2 separate regions of the Bos taurus genome follow, and region 2 is linked to region 1. Evidence: chromatin contacts called from public Hi-C data. All regions are on one chromosome and are shown on one strand. The core of a region is the stretch at or near the end of the contact, and the rest is flanking DNA. Distances in the headings are between cores, read along the strand shown.

Evidence for each region. Hi-C and Micro-C count contacts between places; a contact is called where the count stands out from the background.
Region 2: a contact with region 1 is called in a Hi-C map of blood, with 3 times the contacts expected there. The contact joins the promoter of SNX18 here to the promoter of CSPG4B in region 1. A contact is called at or near these places in 4 of 11 Hi-C or Micro-C datasets (blood, liver, skeletal muscle and 1 more).

Annotation. Positions count from the first base shown.
Region 1 is chr20:24,197,177-24,199,876 of ARS-UCD2.0, forward strand. CSPG4B (chondroitin sulfate proteoglycan family member 4B) reads left to right here and starts at 1,393. Exons shown (of 10, transcript XM_024981464.2): 1 at 1,393-1,520. The coding sequence starts at 1,442.
Region 2 is chr20:24,573,824-24,576,523 of ARS-UCD2.0, forward strand. It overlaps SNX18 (sorting nexin 18), which reads right to left and starts at 1,295. Exons shown (of 2, transcript NM_001083731.1): 1 at 1-1,295. The coding sequence starts at 1,161.

The sequences.
Region 1 (2,700 bases), core at 143-2,642:
GCCACAAGTCAGCTCCTGGTCTTGTTTTTGTCTTCAATAGTACATATGGCTAAGCCCATGGAAGGAAAATGAGACGGCCCTCCATCCTGAAGGAAAGAGAAAAGATGGCTCACTCTCAGGAGTGTGTGTCTAGCCAGAGTTGTTCCAAACTGGTCAGAGAAGCCCCTGGGCCTGGCTGGGGTCCTGGGTATAACAAGACTGCCCAGTGAGTTCTTACCACAAGCCAGACACCATGCTCAACACTCAGTCCTCAGGGGCTGGAATAACCACACAACCCACCTATGGGATCGGCATCATTACCAAAGACTCTGATGCTGGGAGGGACTGGGGGCAGGAGGAAAAGGGGACGACAGAGGATGAGGTGGCTGGATGGCATCACCGACTGGATGGACGTGAGTTTGAGTGAACTCCGGGAGATGGTGATGGATAGGGAGGCCTAGCGTGCTGCGATTCATGGGGTCGCAAAGAGTCGGACACGACTGAGCGACTGAACTGAACTGAACAGGAGTGGAGACAGAAGTTGAGACAATTAAGATATTTGTTCAAGGTCACGGACCAAGGTCACCTAATAATATCTGAACCGTGATTTGCCCTCAGGTCTCTTAAGGAACCAAGCTTCTGTCCTTAACCAGGGATGGCATTTGAGTAGAGGCTCCCTGGGGACACTGGTGACAGTCTCTGGGTCCCTGGGCAATCTCGCTCTGCACTGCTTGTGCATTTACATTTCTGTGGTTACCTGAGCCTGCCAGGAGAAAGTCTGCATGCCTGGCTCAGCCTGGCCTTCCAACCCCAGGCACAGCTACACCTCCAGCTCTTCCTAGGACACAGCCAGGCCGGGGCGGGACCCTTCTCTGTGCTAACACTCACATTCCTCGTGGATAGCATTTCCATTTGTTTAGAATTCGAAAGTGAGAATGGTAAAGCTGGAAGGGCCTTAGAGATTTGGTGCAATCTCCATTTCCAGAAGGAAGTAACACGCTCAGTTTGTGTTTAATTCTTATTCATCTGCCGGTGTCTATGCACCAGGTCAGCACTGGGGATTCAGCAATAAGCTGGCGCTCACTCTGGCACCTTAAAGTCGTGTTCGGTAAGGTCCTACCTCCACCAGGAATGCTTCCCCCTCCATTCTCCATTTCTCATCAGCGCCCGCACGCAGTCAACTCCAGCGCAGAACTCGCCGAGCAGGGCGGGCGACTCGTGCTCTCTCCGTACCGAGTCTGCCGGGGCGCTCTGGCCCCGCCGCGTGTCTGCGCCGTGCACCCCGGCGCCAGGCGGAGCGTGATGGGGCGCAACAGCTGCGGGCTGCCTGCGGCTCTCCCCGCCCCAGCCCAGCCCCCGCGCTGGTTGGGGGCGGCGCCCCCCGGTCCGGCTCCGGGTCCCGGCCGGGGGCGGGGAGGGGCCGAAGCAGGTAGCTCAGACGCTACCGGGGTGTTGCAGCGGGATGGGGAGCCTCGGGGCCCGCCGCCTCGTCCTGCTCGCCGCCTTCCTGGGGCTCTGCGGGGCGCACAGGGCGCTTGGAGGTAGGCGCCCCCAACTTCGCCACTTCCCCTCCCCGTCCCTTCCCCGGCCGGCCGCGCGCGGAGCCCGCTAGAGGCGGTGGGGAGCGGGGCGGAGGGTGCGGGCGGGAGCCCCCTGTGATCCGAGGGCCCCGGGAGACCCCGCGGCCCGGCCAGTCCCGCAGCGAGCGCGACTTGGACTCTCAGGCGGGGCCTTGGGAGCCGGGCAGCCCCGGGAGGAGACCGCTCGGCCCTGCGCAGTGGCTGCGTCGTCTCCGCGGAAAACTTCCGACTTCCCGCCCCGCGCGGCCCGGCCCCTCCGGTCCCGGCGAGTTCGCGAGCCCCGGGGGCGGGCCCTGCGCCTCGGGTCTGGGCTTTGGGGCCGGACTCTCGGCGGCACTCGGAGGAGTAGACGGAAGGCTTCCTGCTGTCCTGTCTTCTCAGGCTTTCCAGCCCTCCCCTACCCAGGCCCTTCCTTGACTGCTCGTGACCCTCAAGAGGCCTTGAACTGCTCGCCGAGTTTCTTTTGTGGGTGGCTGCCCTCTCGTTCCCTAAGTTCCCGCACACGTCCGCAGACATTTTCTGGACCCCGTTCGCTGGAGGTGCTTTACATTTCCTTGGCGGCTTTCAGAAGTCAAAGATGACTAGTAAAAGCACAGTGACTTTTGACATCATTGAGCTGGACACTGGGGCCTTCCACTGGGGCCTTCCCGCCCTCTCTAGCTCCTTGAAATTTAATTCAGTTTATAACAAAAGACATTCTTCAAGACTTGAGAACGCATTCTCAATCAAAGGCCTTACCAGTCTTTGTAGTCTTCGGATTAAGTTCGGAATGGTTCTTTACTTCACTTTAGGCGATTTCGCAAGGAGCTCTGGAGTGATGTACAGCACCCGGCCCTGTACTGGCGCACGCCTGGCTCTCACCCCTGTGCGGACCTGCTTCAAAGTTCCTCTGACACTGCGCAGTCACTTCTGCTGTTTGGGGCACTTGCGAGCTCCTTCCTCTTCATCTTCCTTCTTCCAGATTCTTTTTTCTGACTGCTTCCCGGCCTCTTCCTGCCTGGTGGGCAGGGAGCAACCGGAGGGTACAGGAGTCCAAGTGTGAGGCCACTGTGGCTATGGCTTTGGTGTATGGTTGAGAGGGAAGGTGCTGGCTGCAGGCCAGGGGGATCTGAGTGGGCAGTGAATGGTGTTGTGGGATAGG
Region 2 (2,700 bases), core at 45-2,544, 380 kb after region 1:
GGTGCTGCTGGGGCAGGTCAGGAAGTGCTGGAAGACGTCGCACTGCGCCAGCACCGGGTGGCTGGCCATGTGGTTCATCCACCAGATGAGGCCCTTTCTGCGCTTGGAGATGAAGTCCTCCTCGAAGCGGCCGGTGGCCTGCTTCTCGGGCAGGTGGGGCACCGAGATGACCGGGAACTTCTCGGCCAGGCGCGCATACAGCCAGTCGAAGTGCTTGTAGCGCCGGTGCACCGGCACCTGCGTGTGCGTGGGCACAAGCTTGTACGAGATGTAGCTCTTCATGCCCTTGAACTTGGTCTGCTTGGTGGGGTCGTCGATGGTGCACTGGAAGGGATAGGGGTTCTCCTGCCACTCGGGGCCATAGGGGCCCAGCACCACGCACAGCTTGTCCCCATCCTTCACGAAGCCCGATGCCTCACCCAGCACGAAAGCCTCCCCGCCAGACTTGACGAAGGTGGAGAAGCGGTTGAGGTTACGGCTCACGGTGGCCGAGCTCTTGGCCCCCGACGGATGGTGCTGCGGGGGCGCAGAGCCGCTGCGGGAGCCCAGCGACAAGTCGGAGCGCGTGGACAGGCGGTAGCGGCCAGCAGCGCCGACGCCCCCAGACGACGAGCCGTCGAGGTCCGGGTAAGCGCCGCTCCCCAGTGCGCCCGGCTCGTCAGCCACGGTGGAGCTGTCGTCCCACTCATCATCCCAGTCATCGTCGCTGCCCTGGCTGGCCTGGTAGCCGCCGCCGCCGTAGAGCTGCTGCGGCGACGGCTGCAGGGCGCTCCCGCCGTACGAGAAGCCCGCGCCCGTCGGCTGGAAGGTGCTCACCGGCGGCGCCTGCTGCGGTTGCAGCAGGGGCTGGAAGGCTTCGGGCGGCGGCTTGAAAGAGGTGGGCGGCGCGGCAGGCAGGGGTTCGAAGCCCCCGGGTGGCACGTTGGCGTAGCGGGCCGGGGCGCCCGGGCCGCCGTCGCCCGCCGGGCCGGGCTCGGGGGCGCGGATCACCTGCACGTAAGAGGCCGGGAAGAGGCCGCGGTCTCCGCGGCTGTTGATCCCCTCGAGCCAGCCCTCGATGTCCTGTTCGCTGCACAGGCTCAGCACCTCGTGCTCCCGCAGTGAGATCTCGCCCGGGTTCTCCGACCTGAAGTCGTAGAGCGCCCGGGCGCGCAGCGCCATGGTCCCGGCACCCCGATGGGCTGCCCCCCCGACCCCCGGCGCCCTGAGCCTGGCGCCCGCCCGAGGGGCCCGCGGTGGTGCCCGCGCCCTAGTGCGCGGAGAGGAGCCCGGAAGGCAGTACACACTCCTGGGCCCCCACCCGCTGGTCGCGCCCTCCGCGCCGCTCCGCTTGCAGCGCAGACTGCCGCGCTGGGCCGCCGCCGCCGCCGCCGCCGCCGCCGGTCGGGGGCGGGGCCCGCGGCCTCCCACGTCCCCAGCTGCGCTAATCCAAGGCCGAGAGCCGCGCGCCAGGCGAGAGCAACCGATGGCCGAGCCGCCGCGCACATCCCCAGATTCGACTCCGTGGCCGCCACTGCCCCCTTGTGGCCAGTGCCGTTCAGTGAGGCGCAGGGGTGAGAGCTTGAGGGTGAAGGTTTCTTTTCGGAAGTGAACTGAGATTTTTCTTTTTTAGGCTTTTAAGTTGAAAAAATATATATATCCTAGAAATAAGTTAATATTTTCATTGCTGATTAACGTTCCCACTCTGAGCGCTCAGTGAATACTCATACAATGACATAAACCCACGCGTCTGTTGAAGGATTTTCAATGAATGTTAGCTATTGCGCTAAGAAAGACGCGAGGCGGGGAGGGGCGCTGTAAACTGACGGAGCAGCTCCCTAACATCTACCCACTGGAGGTTTTTGGTCAAAAAAGAGAGGAGCGTGACAAGAGCAAAGTAAGGAAGGCGCTGCGTTTCAGCAGTTAAGAGGCTAAGGGTGGTGCGGCGGAGGGAGGCATTGGAGAGTTTACACTAAAATAAATGTGCTGAGAGAGCTTGCGTTTTGCCTGTGTCCTTTCCCCTTCCTAAAACGCTTGAATGAGAGAAGCTTCCGCCCCAGGCTACTGGGGTCGATCTGTCTTCTGATAATCCCTGCCTGTATGACCTTGAGCAAGTCACTTTTTGCACTCCGGAATTTGTTGTGGGGATTTGATAATCGTGGAATCCCTATTTACAGATGAGGAAAATGAAACGGAGAGCTAGCATTATAGGTGGGAAGCACAGTTTAAGTGTTTGCTGCCGCTGTTGCTGCTGCTGTTGTTATTTTGAAAAGCAAAAACCTCGTCCTCCTTCATAAGAAAGAAAGAAAAGAAAGCGAAGTCACTCAGTCTTTACGACCCCATGGACTGTAGACCACCACGCTCTTCCATCCATGGAATTTTCTAGGCAAGAGTACTGGAGTGGGTGGCCATTTCCTTCTCCAGGGGATCTTCCCGACCCAGGGATCAGACCCAGGGATCAAAGCCAGGTCTCCCGCATTGCAGGCAGACACTTTACCGTCTGAGCCACCAGGATGCTAAATTGCTTCAGTCGTGTCCGACTCTTAGCGACCCTATGGACTGTAGCCCACTAGCCTCCTCTGTCCATGGGATTCTCCAGGCAAGAATACTGGAGTGGGTTGCCGTTTCCTTCTCCATCATAAAGAGAATAGGGGTCCTAAAATTACAGTCCCCGGATATGTGCTGGAGGAAGGGTACCAGTGCTCAGACCCCTGCTCCTAG